2 separate regions of the Rattus norvegicus genome follow, and region 1 is linked to region 2. Evidence: chromatin contacts called from public HiChIP or PLAC-seq data. All regions are on one chromosome and are shown on one strand. The core of a region is the stretch at or near the end of the contact, and the rest is flanking DNA. Distances in the headings are between cores, read along the strand shown.

Region 1 (4,966 bases), core at 827-3,326, 280 kb after region 2:
GAATTCACATTAAGACCTTGCCAGAAAAAACACTATTAAGGGCTGGATACACATCTGGCAAATGAATGACAAGAGAACTTTTCAATGCTAAGTTACCCTGGTCTCATGTCAGTCTCAGGTCTTCCTCAGATATCTGTAGGCATTCCTACCTACCGCTTCCCAGGGAACTGTCTACATCAGTGGTTCTCAACCTGTGGATTTCAACCCTTTTGGGAGTCGAATGACCCTTTCAGAGGGGTCACCTAAGTCCATTGGAAAATATTTACATTATAATTCATAACAGCAAAATTACAGTTATGAAAGTAGCAATGAAGATAAATTTATGGCTGGGGGCATCACATAATATAAAGAACAGTATTAAAGAGTTGAAGCATTAGGAAGCTGGAGAACTGCTAGTCTACATACAAGGCCTTCTCTGTACTTCTCTGGTGACCTTGGGTGACCTCTCCGACTCCCAGTCTTTACCTGTCCAGAGTCCCTGCCATGCCCGTGCTTTTCCAAGCAGGCACAGTGTAAAAGCCTCATACTAAGTGGTTCTTCTCACTGAGTCTGAATCGCTAATGCTTCCACAAAACCTACCTAATTCCAACTCCTGAGACCCTCTGGTCTTCTTTGTAGCCTTGTTTATACCACTCCACATAATTGCAGAATCTCTATCTTTACCTTTTTTCAGGTCTCTGTTATTTTCCCACTGAACACAACCCATTGTTCTTAAACTCCGTCCTGCAGCAATACTGGCTCCTCCTTTTCTGGTACTCCAGATGTCAGCTCTTTTTTTTTTTTTAAATATTTTATTTATTTATAATATATTATGATTACACTGTCGCTATCTTCAGACACACCAGAAGAGGGCATCAGACTCATTTCAGATGGTTGTGAGCCACCATGTGGTTGCTGGGATTTGAACTCAGGACTTTGGGAAGAGCAGTCGGTGCTCTTAACCACTGAGCCATCTCTCCATCCCCAGATGTCAGCTCTTAAACCTTTTATTTCTCCACTTTCTTCCTCTTGGAAGCCTTCCTAAACGCCCAGCCTTTCCCATCACTACCCGCAACCATGACTAGGAGGCCCAGACTTATTTAAAAAGCATTTATTCCACAACACTGACCATTTTGTCCTTCTGCGGTGGCATCTCGCACCAGTGCTGCCCACTGCTGTGCTTCCTCAGAGTTGAGGAAGTGCACACTGAAGGTTCCAGGACCTCCAGGTGGAGGCTGCAGCTCGTGTTGGTTAGGACCACGAATGGTATAGCAAATAGACTCCAAGGGCCATTCTAAACTGACCTGAACAGGGAAAGAGTACTCGGTCAGTGGTTCCTCTCCATTACTCCCACGAACATGAAAGGAAAAGAAAATAGACAATTGTTACGGTCCTAAACTTTTCTTGCCTGTTATCTTACCAATTCCTCACAAGGTTTGTAAATCAGGTATCAGCATTCCCACTTTTACAGGCAATCAAAGAGAAATAACTGCGTAAGTACTGTCATCAAGGTAATCGTGAGAAAGTTGATTCCAGCATCCAGGCCCACACTCACCGCCCCTGGCTCAATGCCTAACAGTCCCAGCCGGAAGCGTCCAGGCCGCTCAGGGTCGGCTTTCAACTGCAGCTTTCGCAGCTGCGCTTCGTCTTCATGTCCGGCGCCCAGGAGTCTCACCGCGGCTTGCACTGCCAGGAGCACCACAGGTGAAGCAGGGTCTGCAGCCGCTGCCGCACCGCCGGCGGGCGGCGACATTTCTGGTCCGGCGGAGTCCTGACTCTCCGAGAGCGCTTCCGTGATACAGAACTGTCGAGTACTTCCGCCGACAGAAACTTGGACTGTGAGGCTAGGTTCCGGATGTGGCAGAGCGTGGAGAACAAGAAGGACACAGTGCTGCGCACTACCAGAGCCTGATAGCTCATTAAGGGATAGAGATGGTCCAAGGATCTCCAGGTACAGTCCGTCCACGCTAGTCACGTTTCTGCAGGACCTGGGGACAGTGTCACAGACCGATCACCGTTCACAAAAAGGAGGCAAGGATGGACTTTTCTTAAAAGTTCGAACGAACGATAGCTGCTGCCCGACATAAGCCAAAACCAGTTACCGAAGCGAGCCAGGCGTCAATACACACAAACACAGTAGACGTACTTCGAAACTGTGCACCACTCTGGAAAGAGGGTTGACTCCTGGGGGCGGGGCAGGTATGTCTCTAACCAATGAACACTAAGAGGGGAGGCGGGTTCGTAAGCAAAGGCGAGACAGACAAGCTACACAACCAGTAGAAGTGGAAGGTAAGGCTGAGTGGCGGAAGACTCTTCCAATAAGGTTTCTCATAGTCTGGACCCTGTGGTTGGAGTGGACCATTCAGAGGAGTGGGGTTGGACCCGTCGGACGCTTGTTGTTGTCGGGCCGGGGGAGGCGGAGGTCGCTGTTTCGTTCTCTGGCTGGTGCGATCTCGGCGGTCCGCGGCAGGTCGGTCGCGAAAGCGGACGCTGCAGGGGGGCGAGGCTATGTCGCGGCTGCAGCCCGTATGGGCCGGCAGGGCCTGGAGTAACGGGACGTCGCCGCGAAGCTTCTTCCCCCGGATACAGTGCGGCCCTAGTGGAGGCCGCGGCGCCGCCCTCCAGTCCTGAAGAACCCGCGCTGCGCAGAGCCCGCGCCGCCGTCACCTCGGCACCGACACTAAGCAACCCAGCTAGCTTGGCTTGATCTAGCCCATTTTTGGCAGGTGGGTGTCCTCCTTGTGCTCCAAGCGGTCCGGGCTTGCGGGAACCACAGTCCCCGGCGGGCCTCGCGCTGCTGCAGTGCCTCATGGGACTTGTAGTTCCAACGCTGCCTGGGGCTGGAACCGCTCTCTTGATGCACTGCCTCCTGGGGCTTGTAGTTTCCCGTTATGAATCTGTTAGCTGTAGGCTTACAGGGCAACAATGCCAGGAGACTGCTGGCCTGAGCTAGCAGAAGCAGTGTATCCGTCTGTCCTACACACTTCGACGTACGAAGTACGAATTAGGCATACTTGCAAATAGAACTGAAGAAATCATGGGTTTCCGCCTCTTGCCAGGAAGCAGCGAAGCAACCCATAGAACCGAGGAAGAGCGTCCATACAGGTGACCCTCAAGGCTCGAAACCCCAGATTCCCGGTTCCAAACCGGATGGCAGATTCTTATCCTGATTGAGGACCTTACAACAGTCAGAGGGTGCCTGCAGAATGCCGATGGGGGTAGGAATGTCGAGAGTGGGTGGGCCCCCTGGCCCCAGTACTCATACGTGTAGGCGGATTTGGGATTGAGCTAGAACCTGGACATGCCATCCTTAGGTAACAGGATCATCTCCCTATCAGCCAACGCTGAGTTCTCAGGGTCAGGTAAGGTGAGGAAGAGGAGCTACATGATGGACTCAATGTTAGATGGAGCTGCGAACAATATTCTGCTAGTGGGTGGAAAGGCTGAAAGCAGCCCTTTGGAGCTAGGTAGCCATACCTGGCTTCCCACATTCCCAGGTAGCGCTGCACTAGTCCCACTGGCACAAGAAGCTCCCTTCCCAAAGGACATGAAGCTATTGGAGAACTCCAGCTTTGAGGCCATCAACTCACAGTTGACAGTGGAGACTGGAGATGCCCATATTATTGGCAGGTGAGGCCGGCGGCTCTGGGGATGTCTCTGAGGTTACTGTTTGGTCCCTGAGTTAAAGCATCCGGGTGGGTTAGCATGTTTCATGGCCCTGCCTGCGTCTTTTAGGATCGAAAGCTATTCCTGTAAGATGGCAGGCGACGATAAGCATATGTTTAAGCAGTTCTGCCAGGAGGGCCAGCCCCATGTGCTGGAGGCACTGTCCCCGCCCCAGACCTCAGGCCTCAGTCCCAGCAGGTAAGCTGAGGTGGAGACTGCCTTCTGGGGTGTGTGGGACGGTGGGCAAAGCTGACATTTATCTCTGTTCAGACTGAGCAAGAGCCAGGGTGGTGAGGATGAAAGTCCTCTAAGTGACAAGTGCAGTCGTAAGACCCTCTTCTATCTGATTGCCACCCTCAACGAGTCCTTCCGGCCAGACTATGACTTCAGCACAGCCAGAAGTCACGAATTCAGCCGGGAGCCAAGCCTCCGCTGGGTAAGGATGGATAGAAGGGCCCTAAACCACGAGGTCCTTATCATTGCCTCCCTACTTTGTGTAGACTCATGGGTTCTACCTGCCGCCCTGGGCCTTGGTCAGTCCTGACTGTAACTTCCTACAGGTGGTAAATGCGGTCAACTGCAGCCTGTTTTCAGCTGTTCGGGAAGACTTCAAGGCCCTGAAGCCACAGCTGTGGAATGCAGTGGACGAGGAAATCTGCTTGGCTGAATGTGACATCTACAGGTAGGCTCACACCTTTGCAGCTAGGCATGGCGGGGGTATGGCGGTGGGAGCCTCATACTTCTGCCTCTTCCCCTCTCCAGCTATAACCCAGATCTAGACTCCGACCCCTTTGGGGAAGATGGAAGCCTCTGGTCATTCAACTACTTCTTCTACAACAAGCGACTTAAACGAATTGTCTTCTTTAGCTGCCGCTCCATCAGGTTGGTACCATGCCACTTGCTTTCTCCAGCTCCCTCTTTGACTCACACCATTCCTTAACTGGGTCTACTGTCCTTGGGACAGCCTGGGACAGGAGAGCCTAAGTCTGGTGTCTCTGTCCCCATCCAGTGGCTCCACCTACACACCCTCAGAGGCAGGCAACGCCCTGGACTTGGAACTGGGGGCAGAAGAGGTTGATGAAGAGAGTGGAGGTGGAGGTGGAGGTGGTGAGGGCAGGGCGGAGGAGACCAGCACCATGGAGGAAGACAGGTGTGGCGGAGGTGGCTGTGGCCATGGCCCTATCCTCGGGAGCCTGGAATGGGTGGAGTAGATTAGGGTTCCTTTTGCCTGGCCTGGTTGCTATCTCCTAAAGGCCTACTGTGTGCCAACTTCTGCCTAGGGTTCCAGTGATATGTATGTGATGAGAAGAAGCGGAGGGCC
Region 2 (4,638 bases), core at 497-2,996:
TCGGAGCTGGGGACCGAACCCAGGGCCTTGCGCTTCCTAGGCAAGCGCTCTACCACTGAGCTAAATCCCCAAGTCCCTGAATCTCCTCTTATGCAGGGGCATGGCCTATCTTTCAGGCAGCAGCCAAGAGTTACGGAATCATTTTCCATGAAGTCCCTTAAGACTCTGCATATGGAAAGCAAGCCACAGGTTCTAGCAATATTAGTACCATTGAGAGCAGTGCCAGGCCCCAAGAATAGGACTGGCTGAAGGACGCTGTCTTCCATCTGTTCAGGTCCCTTCAAGGGTATAGTGCTACTTCCTGGGTAGCCAAGCTTGTGCTGAGCACTGTGGATGTAGCAAAACAAGAGACAGACAATTCTCGGGACTCATGGTCAGATGCTGGCAAAGACTATTCCAGCTGCTTCAGTGGTGAGACTACTGTTTGAGCCCATCTCAACAATGACACCAACTTTCAGTAGTGTCGGGCTAACCTTTCAGTCATCAGGGGCTACCCAAAAATGAGGTATCCGCTCTCTACCAGTGCTGTTCAAAGTATTTTATATTCTGCCCTCCCCCTTCTTCTATCATCTGACAGTCACCTAAGAGCAGCCATCAAGCTCTCAACTCTCTGGTTGTCTTTACACGAAGACCATTTACACCTGTAGCTTCAAGAATCGGAGTGTTATTTTTTTTTCTTTTTTCTTTTTTTCGGAGCTGGGGACCGAACCCAGGGCCTTGCCTTTGCTAGGCAAGCGCTCTACCACTGAGCTAAATCCCCAACCCCGGAGTGTTATTTTTCAAAAGGTAGCCTTGATGTGAGTGGTACACACTAGATCTATCCCTCGCAGGCTGGAGCAAGTGCCCCTCTCCCAATATGAAGGTGCAGTCCCCAGCTAAGGCTGAGGAATGACAGCCTGTCTACACTACTTGACCCTACCGTAGTCTGACCTGTAGGCATCTGCTTAAGTAGTCTCAGACCTCTGAATGAGGGTGGCAGCTAATAAAAGACTGGACTGCAATGGGGGTCCAAGAGATAAGTAGTTCCTAAAGCAAGTGGGGAGGAAGACTTGTGGTAGTCACTCTTGGTACATTCCTGACTGACCAGGGAAAACGCTGAGCAGGGCTGAACAAAACAAGGGGTGAGCAGTGTCTTATGATGCCCACCAGACCAGTGACGGAGGTAGGCACTGACGGGGGTTCTCCAACAGAGCCAGGGACAGAAAGACTGTCTGAAAGGTGTGGAGGATGTTTTCCCCCTCCTGAGTGGTAATAGAATGGGAAACCCGTTTCTCTGTGCACCATGGCGTAGAGCAAGTGCCAGTGGGCCCGCCCCTTCCGCGTCCCCAATAAGGGGCGCAGTCGCGCAGGTCTGGAGCAGGCGCCAGGGCTCCCAGACGCCTAGACAACTGTCGCCCAGCCTCAGCAAAAAGAGGACCGCCCCGCCGGAATCCAGCTGGGCAGCCCGCGGCCGGCCCACCCCGCCCAGCTGCCGGAAACTGAAGTCCTCGAGCCGGAAGCTGCAGCCAAGCCACAGCCGCGCGCTCCCGCTCCGCCTCCGCCCCGCGTGCCGGTGACCACCAGAAAGCCCGTATGAGGCCGGGTCAAGCCAATGCGCACCCAGGGGCCCCTCCGCACCCTGTTCCGGCCTACGACTCACTCCTACCAGTTGACGGCCGCTCCCGGCCGCGAGGGATTCACTTACGAGAGCTATAGTTGCCGTCGCCATCTTGCGTCCGTCGCGGCCGCCGCGCGCGCCACAAGCATCAGCTCCCTCCGCAGTCTCGCGCGATCTGGGCGCCGGACGCGGAATTCTCGCGATACACGACCTAGCTACGTGAGTGGAGACCGGAACGTATTTCCGGGGCGGAGCAGGCATTTAATGTTCCGGAGGAGAACGGATCGGCCGGGGTAGTGAAGTGGAGACCCGGAGAGCCCTCCCGCGTTTGGGGGAACGGGGAGGGGGGGCGTGGTCAGCATTTTTAAATCAGTTCCGTCTGCCTATTTTACTAGCACCCTATTCCATTTAAGTTCATTCACTGAGAGCGAGAAAGAGGCCGATTTCTTCTTTTCGTAGACAGCTGAGGCAGAAGACAAAAAGATTGATGCATCCATCGCCTTTGCATTATCCATCTAAAGTCAAGAGTCCTCATTTATTTTGAAATATGACCTGTCCTAGTGAGAAAGTAGCCTTTTAGAGCGTTTGACTTGCAGATAGACCCAAAAGATGGTTCCCCAGCCAGTCCTGCGGACATAAATGTGCACGTTAGTCCCCGAGTCCTGAGCTATGAATAAATCTATTTTCATCTGTGCTGCGAGGAGTTGCTCTGACGTTTACCTTGAGCTTCACTCAGTACCAAGATCCTAAGGCTGCCTGCAAGACACCAACCACATCTGTAAGCTCAAGCACCCTCAAGCTAAGCCATTCTGTTTTTCAACCCTGTGTTTTTCAGAATTTTATATATAGAGATCTCTAGCAAAATATGGCAGGATACTTCCCTCCCCTTCTGAACCACATTTAAACAGGCAAGACCTCTATTGAAAGCCTAAGTGGGCAGAGAAGTGGAATGTTGGGGAACCAGAGGAGGGCCTTAGCAGACTGGTTTGTGATGTTTGTGTCTAGAATTCTCTGAAAAAAGTAAAGATAGGGAAAAAAATGTAGGTGCCTCCAGACTTCTATCCCTGCTACATGGTGCTAGTAGGTCTGGCTCTGCCAACAGTGGCTGGACATAACCTCCACTCTGGGAAAAAAGCATTGAGACCCAGCTTAGCGTCTCACTCTTAAGCACAAGAGCATGAGGAAATATGACACAGAAGAAACCAAGGCAATAAAGGAAATGGAAGAATAAGACTAGAAACCGAGAAAGCAATACCATCAAAGATACCCAAAGTTGTTGCAGCCCCAAAACAAGAAGATAAAGACCATGAACGTAGATTTCTTCCCAATTAAAAAAAGAAAAAACAGCCAGGTGCTGGTGGCATACTCCATTAATTCCAGCACTCAGGAGGCAGAAGCAGATCTCTTGAGTTTGAGGCCAGCCTGGTCTACACAGTTCAGGACAGCCAGGGCTACACAGAGAAACTCTTGTTTCAAAAATCAACCCCTCACCCCAAAACAAAAAAAAAAAAAATCTGCAAATGAGCAATTCAATAGGTTGTAAAATAAAGTTGAGCTGGGTGTGATGGCACCTTTGATCCCAGAACTCCAGAGGCAGGGGCAAGGAGGATCTCTGTGAGTTGGAGACCAGCCTGGTCTACCATTCCAAGTAGTTCAAAGCAACTTCCAAGACAGCCAGAACTACGTAGAGAGATTCTTTCTCAAAATAAAACTAAATACAAAAAATCCCATAAAGTTGAAAGTTGCAAGAAAACAAACTATAATAATCACATTGGTCAATAGTCAAGACTTAGAATGAGATGGGCCCACTAGAGCCTCTGCAGACAGACAGACAGACAGACAGACAGACAGACAGACAGACAGACACACACACACACACACACACACACACACACACTGGAAGATGTTGAGTGGGCTGGGTCTCACCACCACCACCAGGGGGAACCCCAGGCACCACCCTCTGATAGTGATGGACCTAGATTTTCAGAAAAATCTTTGGCAAGCCAATAAAAAACTTTCAAACTCTCTGAGATGTTAAATCTGTCTTCTCTGGGGCTGGGGATTTAGCTCAGTGGTAGAGCGCTTACCTAGGAAGCGCAAGGCCCTGGGTTCGGTCCCCAGCTCCGAAAAAAAGAACCAAAAAAAAAAAAAAAAATCTGTCTTCTCTGGAAGAACAGCCAGAGGCCATACTGCATGGTGTGACAGTATTTGGCTGCTTTCGATATCTTGTAAGTCAAGAATGAAGAGTCAATGATTTTTTAGCAAAAACCTGGTCTACCTTTCCACTTAGTTCCAAGCAAATTCCAAGACAGTCACGACTAGATAGAGAAATCCTGTCTCAGAAAAACAAAAAAACTGGTCAGGCTGGCCTTAAACTTGGAGATCTACCTGTCTCTGCCTCCAGAGTGATAGTGTTTACCACCACAGTGTGGACCAGGTTCTTGGAATCCTGCTCATGTAAGATACCAGAACCCTAGGAATTCAGAATTGTTTTTGGAAATAAGTTTTGTCTCCCTGCTCTACCAGAGGCCACACCTGCCAACAGAAGTCCGGATGAGCGCCTAGGACACTTGTCATCAGAGACACCTACCTCTACCAGCAGCCGATGGAACAGATGCGGAGGCCCACAGTCAAACATTAGGTGGAGAGAGAGCCCAAATTGGAGATTTATACCTACAGACTCAGCTAAGCAGGGCTCATAGGGCCTATGCTAGGCCCCCTGCGTATATGTTATGGTTGTTAGCATGGTGTTTTATGGGACTCCTAAGAGTGGGGATGGGGCTATCTCTCTTTTGCCTGCTCTTGGGACCTTTTTTTTTTTTTTTTTTTTTTTTAACCTCCTGGGTTGCCTCGTCCAGCCCAGACATGAGGGTGTGTGCCTGACTGTCATAGCTAGTTATGCTGTGTTGGGCTGATATCCCTGGGAGGCCTGCTCTTTTATAAAAGAAAACAGGAGAGTGGATGTGATGGGGGAAGGGAGGCTGGGAGGGATGGAAGAGGAAACTGTGATTGGAACATATTGGAAACAAAATTAAATTAGA

What was found. HiChIP or PLAC-seq counts read pairs in DNA pulled down with a chosen protein or histone mark.
Region 1: an H3K27ac HiChIP or PLAC-seq map of oligodendrocytes shows a contact between it and region 2, with 8 times the contacts expected there. The contact joins the promoter of Sharpin here to the promoter of Puf60 in region 2. A contact is called at or near these places in 2 of 12 Hi-C or Micro-C datasets (kidney and mammary epithelial cells) and 1 of 1 datasets of contacts at active chromatin or transcription factors (oligodendrocytes).

What each region holds. Positions count from the first base shown.
Region 1 is chr7:109,953,476-109,958,441 of GRCr8, forward strand. It overlaps Sharpin (SHANK-associated RH domain interactor), which reads right to left and starts at 2,077. Exons shown (of 9, transcript NM_031153.2): 1 at 1,535-2,077; 2 at 1,109-1,283. The coding sequence starts at 1,732. It overlaps Maf1 (MAF1 homolog, negative regulator of RNA polymerase III), which reads left to right and starts at 2,401. Exons shown (of 8, transcript NM_001014085.1): 1 at 2,401-2,705; 2 at 3,477-3,609; 3 at 3,715-3,843; 4 at 3,916-4,081; 5 at 4,206-4,327; 6 at 4,408-4,527; 7 at 4,655-4,795; 8 at 4,926-4,966. The coding sequence starts at 3,527. The coding sequence ends at 4,947.
Region 2 is chr7:109,672,668-109,677,305 of GRCr8, forward strand. Puf60 (poly-U binding splicing factor 60) reads right to left here and starts at 1,747. Exons shown (of 11, transcript NM_001399392.1): 1 at 1,685-1,747. The coding sequence starts at 1,708. LOC102548315 (a long non-coding RNA gene) reads left to right here. Exons shown (of 3, transcript XR_005487508.2): 3 at 1-4,638.